2 separate regions of the Capra hircus genome follow, and region 1 is linked to region 2. Evidence: chromatin contacts called from public Hi-C data. All regions are on one chromosome and are shown on one strand. Each heading gives the region's core, a stretch centred on a gene start, on an enhancer-like site or on the middle of the called end of the contact. The rest is flanking DNA. Distances are from core to core; before and after follow the strand shown. Region 1 has its middle 380 kb from the start of RNF144A. Region 2 has its middle 540 kb from the start of TRNAC-GCA.

What was found. A called contact is a pair of places that touch in the nucleus more often than the background predicts.
Region 1: a contact with region 2 is called in a Hi-C map of liver, with 4 times the contacts expected there. The contact joins two enhancer-like sites. A contact is called at or near these places in 2 of 5 Hi-C or Micro-C datasets (blood and liver).

Annotation. Positions count from the first base shown.
Region 1 is chr11:89,251,329-89,254,503 of ARS1.2, forward strand. No RefSeq gene overlaps it. Among named protein-coding and RNA genes, the nearest start is that of RNF144A, 380 kb to the right of the region's middle. Within about 2 kb of position 1,728, at least 2 of the 5 cell types and tissues checked have an H3K27ac peak or open chromatin away from gene starts, as enhancers often do.
Region 2 is chr11:89,040,453-89,043,993 of ARS1.2, forward strand. It overlaps the pseudogene LOC102189410. Among named protein-coding and RNA genes, the nearest start is that of TRNAC-GCA, 540 kb to the left of the region's middle. Within about 2 kb of position 2,024, at least 1 of the 5 cell types and tissues checked has an H3K27ac peak or open chromatin away from gene starts, as enhancers often do.

The DNA of each region.
Region 1 (3,175 bases), core at 478-2,977, 210 kb after region 2:
GCCTGGCCCAAAATGACTACTTCCATATCCAAAATTAATATGTGCAAAATCAAGTTCCTGAGCACTCACCTCCTCCAAACCTACTCCTTTCTACAGTATTTGGGATCTTAGTAAATGGAAATTCCATTCTTCCAGTTTATAAACTAAAACCACACATATCACATCAAAACTGTTGAAAATCCACTCAGCTCTTCCTTCAGAATAAAGTCAGAAACCAATCATATCTCACACCTCTCACATCACCCCTGGTCCAAGCCACAGACATTTCTCTCCCAGATGATTGTCCTAACCTCCTAACTGATTCCTTGCTTCTGCACTGACCACCCTGTATTTTTAGGAAAGAAGACAAGGTAATTCTATAAGATGAATTGTAGGATATTCCAAACCCTCTGGTTGCCTCCATCTCACTCAGAGTAAAAGCCAAACCTTTCAAGGAGCTCCAAGGTATTACGCGATCTGGCCCCACGTTATTGCCTCCATCTCATCAGGTGTTGTACTTGCATTGGTTCCTGTGGCTTCACTTTTTTCTTTGCTGTGATCAGCACACCAGGTACACCGATACTAAACCCCTCAGGCCACTCACACTCATGTCCTCCCAAACTAGAAGGATCTTCCCCACGTGTCCACTGGTTCCCATATTTCCTTCAAGGCTCTACGCAGATGGGAGGCTTTCTCTATCCACCACATACATTTTTTAAAATATATAATTCAATTTGTTAGGCTTCATAGTTCTCTAGATCATTTATCATCATCAGATAAATTATAAATATATTTTAAATTAAAGACTGATCCCACAAGGGCAGCACTTTCTGTGTTACTCATTGCTGTACCTGGGATACCCACTATAACCACTCTCACACTGAATATATATTTATTCAATCAATATATGAAGTCTTTCACTAGTACTAATAGCTTATAGATTATAATTGTTTCTGTGTAGAACATACTTTATTTGTACTTAAGAGCAACTGTATTTGTTACAAGTGCAAGGAAAAGAGGCTTTAACACATTTCCTTCCTACTGTCCAGTCCAACCCACATATTTGTTGCCGTTACTCAGTTGCTCAGCTGTGTTCATCTCTTTGTGACCCCATGGTCTGCAACATGCCAGGCTTCCTTGTCCTTCACTATATCCTGGAGTTTGCTCAAATTCCTGTCCATTGAGTCAGTGATGCTATCCAACCATCTGATCCTCTGTTGCCCCTTTCTCCTGCCTTTTCCAGTGAGTTGGCCTTTCACATCATGTGGCCAAAGTATTGGAGCTTCAGCTTCAGCATCACTCCTTTTAATGAATATTCAGGGTGGAGATGCCAAAACGCTTCTTGCTGGATGGTTGGGTGGCATCCACAGATACTTGACACAGAAGCTTGGACTATAGTTCCGGGTGTGGTATGGGTGCCACTCTCTCTCGGGCCCATGTATTCTTCCATGTCTACAAGGGTAGGCACTGCAGAGCACACAAAGATGAATGTCACCAGGACCCAGTCCTCAGGGAGATCCAGGACTAGGAGGGAGGTATCTTCAGCTGCATGAGGGGCAGTCGCACTCGATAATGCAGTGGGGTCGTCCCTATACCTTAGGGCTGACTCAGAGCAGAGTCGTGGGTTGGGACACCTGAGGGCACCACGATGGACCTGGCCACGCTCAGGCGCATGGAGCGCACACCTGCGATGACGTCACGCCTGGGCTCACCTGCCTGAGCGGAAGGCCTCGGGGGATGCTCGGGCGGCTGGGGGAAGGCGCGCACCTGCCACCGCCCCATACCTACGGAGGCCTTGCCAGTGCCCAGCCAACATAGGCAGGTCTCTGTGCCTTGGTTCTGTGTGTAAAATAATGATTCAAACCAAGCCCTATGTTGAGAGGACTAGGAGATGGATGGACCTGAAAGACACTGGCACTTGATACTTAGTAAAAACTCAATGATTATGAATCCTTGCTATTTATATTAAAGAGAAGCAAAATACCCTGGAGAAGCACCATGGCTACCCAGAAAGTTTGGGAAAAGTTTGGAAAGCACAGCCAGTTAAGCCAGGATTCTAAAGATGAATGAGATTCAACAGACGGGGACAGTTGTATGGATGCAGAAAGTTTTCCAAACCAGGGACTGGGCTGAGCAAAGGCGCTGGGCAGGGAATGCATAGTGGGTGTGAAGCTGAGTGGGGAGAAGTGGGGAGAAGCTGGGTGCTCCCGGAAGTCATCCAGCCAGCGGACAGAATCAGGGCATGCACTTGGGTTTGTCCAGGTTTGTTTGTCACCTTCCGAGTGTCTCGTGTGTATTTCTCCAGTGTGTCCAGGATTCTGGCTTTATGCACCATGTGAGAAGCCCTACACCTTAGAGCTGACTCAGAGCAGAGACGTGGGTTGGGACACCTGAGGGCACCAAGATGGACCTGGCCGCGCTCAGGCGCGTGGAGCTCACACCTGCGATGACGTCACGCCTGGGCTCACCTGCCTGAGCGGAAGGCCTCCGGGGATGCTCGGGCGGCTGGGGGAAGGCGCGCACCTGCCACCGCCCCACAAACGCCGCAGTGAGAGGCCGCTGATTAACATGCAGAGCCCCGCGAGAGGGCGAGGTGCCGCAGCTGGACAGCAGCTTCTCCCGGCCGTTTGAAAAAGCCTCTCTCACAGCTGGAGATAAAATAGCCCCGGTGCCACTGGCCGGCCATTGTGAACAGCAAAGGGTCCTTCTTCTGGCGGAAGCAGAAGTTCACCCAGCTGTCAAGGATTTGAAATGTAAAAACCCCAGGCCTCCTGGGGGAGGGGAGAGGACAGAGGCCACGTCAGAGGAAATGCAAGCTGCTCTGGGGGTTGAGGAAACCGTGGGCTGAGGCAGTTCACTTTGAGCAATCAATAAGGCTTTCAGAGAGCGGCGGAGAAAAAACAGTTCCGGAGAGAGGGCAGCGAGCTCTGGGCCAGGAACTGCTTCTATCCCTCCTGCCGGGGGTCTGCAGCCTTCGGGATCCCTGGCGCCAGGAGGCCAGACTGAGCTGACCGCAGTGGAAACGTGGTGCCTGGGTGTCTTACTCCTTTCTGCCCACCTCCTGCAGAAAGATGAAGTCCCAGACATCAGGAGAACCCTCAACACCTGCCTGCCCAGAGCCCCTAGGGGCACCCACCCTGGGCCCAGCCTCTCCACCCCTCTGCGTTTTCGCCAGTGCACCTCCCTCTCATCCCCT
Region 2 (3,541 bases), core at 774-3,273:
ACTGTTCCTTCCTGACTACTAGGCAGGTAATCTTTCCAGAATGTTCGTCTGTATCTGTCAGGTGGCCTCTCCTCCCTGCCCAGATTCTCAAGCAGGATTCCAGATTACTACAGTAAATGAAAGCCACCATCCTAGCCTCATGGTTTGATCTTTGCAAGCCCGCTAATTGTGTCTCTGGCTCGCTCTCCCCAGGCAGGAGTCCCTATTCCACCTCCATAGGTAAGCATGCTCAGCCGCTCAGTCGTGTCTGACTCTTTGTGACCCTATGGACTGTAGCCCACCAGGCTCCTCTGTCCATGGGAGCCTCCAGGCAAGAGTACTGGAGTGGGTTGCCACGCTCTCCTCCAGGGACCTTCCCGACCAAGGGACTGAACATGTGTCTCTTAAGCCTCCTGCATTGGCAGGCAGGTTCTTTACCGCTAGTGCCATCTGGGAAGCCCCTCCATGGGCATCTCCTTCCTTTTTAATCCCCTTTGATCCGCCTTTCCTTCTGTTTGATGTGTCCCCACTGACACCCATCCTGGGGACTCTTATGCATCCTTGGGTATCACCTGGACAGTTTCTGTGCCCACGATCCTCTCAGAGACCCCCTCCTCCAGGGTGGGGTCCTACCTCTGTTCCCTCCCAAGCCCCAGGGCTGGTCCTGTTGTTACATGTGTCTCTCTGGGCTCTGTCCGCTTATTTTTCTCCCCTTCTCCATTTTCTGTGTTCCCCATGCTATCTGTGTATACCACACACCCACTGAAAAATCGCCAACACGGAGAAGGTGGTTAATGCCTGCTGAATAAAGAAAGAAGCAGGAATAAAGTAAACACAAGCGGGAGGAAGAAAACGAAAATGGAGATGGGGCTTGCTGATGATTAAGAAAGCAAAGGGCTTTTCTGCCATCTTGGAAAGGCTTTAAAATATGGGCTTAAAATCCCAGAGAAAGAGGAGACCAGAACAGCACCAGACCCCCTCTCTCAGGGCTGCGTAGGAACTGCTGACCTCAGCCTGTTGGCGAGGTAGCTCTTCCTGGAATAAGCCGCTCGCCAGCCCGTGTGGTCTCTTGCCCACATCCCGGGTGCTACACTTGCTTCCTCTGTTCCCTACCTGCCCACTCACAACTGATTTGGCCTTTCTCATCAGGGAAGTTATTTTTCTCACAACATATGCTTATTTTTTTCCCCCCTACTCATCTTTCTGAAATGCTCGCATCTCTCTGACATTTGTCTAAATGGCTTCACCTCAGGATGGTTTTGCAAATTCACTGAACAGGCTCGCTGAGCACAGAAAACTGCCCTTGCAATTTAGTGATCCAGCCACCAGGTGGCAGGACAGTGCTCAAAAGGCCGGGCTTTGGCTTTCCCTGAATTTCACTGTACTTGGTGCAGGTTTCTGCTCAATTCAGGAACCTCTTCTGCCATGCTTTCAGGATAAGGCTGCAGTCTCTGCTAGGGCACCTTGCGGGGACAGGAGATTATGAAGACAGTCTGCTCTACATCGAGGTAAAATCTTAGAAGCAGAAGCAGGTCAATAATATTTTCTGTGCAAATATTAGGGGTCCAGCATTTTTAAAAGAGCTGGTGATGTAAAGCTGTGCTCTGCTCTCAAGAGCTGATAACACCTTGTAAGCTCTCCATTGACAAAAGTGGAATTCTGCTTGAAAAACATGCAGACTCCTGACCAGCTTTCCACACTCTGATGTGTCACGAATCCATATTCTTCAGGCTCCAAGGCTTGTCTGTTCTACTGTCCCTTTCTCCTTGTACCCCAAAGGAGTCTGCAATAAGAAACTAAAAGGAAAAAAAAAGTAGAGTTGATGGTAGCTCTGTTCCCTAAGATGCTCTCTTCTTTTTCTATCGATAAGGGAAAGATTCAAATGTCCCTCCACCTGATGGGCCTGAAGCTAATTCACCCACCAGCTGCTAAAGCTGGTTCTGTCCTTGGGTGGAAATCTGGCGGCTCCCTTGGTCTTCTGGGCTGCAGCAGGGCCTGGCCACATTAGAAGCCACGTGGCCTCCGTCGCTGGCACCAGGGCCGTCCCCAGAGTGAGCCTGGATTGCGTCAGCCTCCTGTGATGGCCAGGAGCAGATTTCATTCCTTTGCCTCTTTTAAACGCATGCCGACTCTTTGCTGCCTTCTGACTCTGCTTTCTGTCTCAGAGACACATCTCCAGTTCCTGCCTCATTTTCGGGCAGAGGAACTGTGATGCCTTTAAACAAGCTGCTCTTCCTTTCCCGTAAGAGGTCTGGGTCCCCCACACAGACATCTGTTGGGGTTATGGTTTGGGGAATGGCTGTCCGAAATGTTGTCTTTCTGCTTTCAGGCTGGCCCACATGTCTTGAGCAGGCAGTCTGAAATGAGGGATCAGATTTTTGGCAAACTTGGGAGCAGGATCCAACCTGGCAGATGCACGGGACAGCACCAAAGGCTCGCCCAGCGGGGCTTGTGTTCAGGAGGCTTATTAGCGTTCCCTGGGCTTGGCCCTCTCTAGGTTGAAAGAATGTGGAGGACACTGTTTGATAGAACTAGTGAGACTGAAAAAGATCTTATTCTGGTTTTTTACTTCATTAGATAGCACCATTCAGAAGTGTCTTGACTTGGAGGAAGGAAATTAGCAGAAACGGAACGCCTGCCATACCTATGTCAAGCACTCTAAGGTGGCTGTGTCATCCTCTTGGTAACCATGGAAGTATCCGATTATTGCCCCCCTTTAAAACACACGAAATATAAGTGAAAGTGTCAGTTGCCCAGTTGTGTCTGGCTCTTCACGGCTCCATGGACCCCATGGAATTTCCAGCTGAAATTTCCTTTTTTTCATCTCCACCTAACCAAGTCCTAACCATCTTCTAAGCTCAAGTCAAGTCCCTGACCTGACCTGACCAGACTCCACTATATGGAAAGGTCCTGCTCCCCTCTGAAGTTTTATTTTCCTAGGAAAGCTCTCTTGGCACAAAGCAAATGCCAGCCAAATGTCATTAAACTTTCCATGTGTTTGCATTTCATCTTTTCAACTAGCTTCATTAAGTGTGCATCCATTCAATTCAATTTATTCAACAATTTATTAAGCTCCTCCTAACTAGGACTTTGCAAATTCATGTAACTTCACAAATATGGAACACACATATTTGGAATATGACTTTATTCCTGTGAAAGAGGTGAGAGGTAAAAAAAAAAAAAGCATAAAGATAAGACTATAAAGTTGGTATTTGGGCTGACTCACGCTAGCCTTCAAGAGTCTACGCTGAATTTTCAGGAATTTTGTAAGTTGGCTGTTAAGTGTGGCCACTATTAAAAATCAAATGTTCTACTCCATATCTTTTCCCAGATTTACATACAATGACATCATATCAGTAGCTTGATATTTCCCATGGCTGGAGCATTTATACTACAGAAATTGGCAAACACTACAAATAAAAGCTTGATTTATTGTTTTGGTAACTGACTAGGCTTGAGATAGTGATGGAGAAAATATTAATAATACTTAGTACAGTTAACATGTGTTGTGCAGGTAGTCACTACCTTGTGAATGGCACAAAAGAATTGAAGAAATATTCTT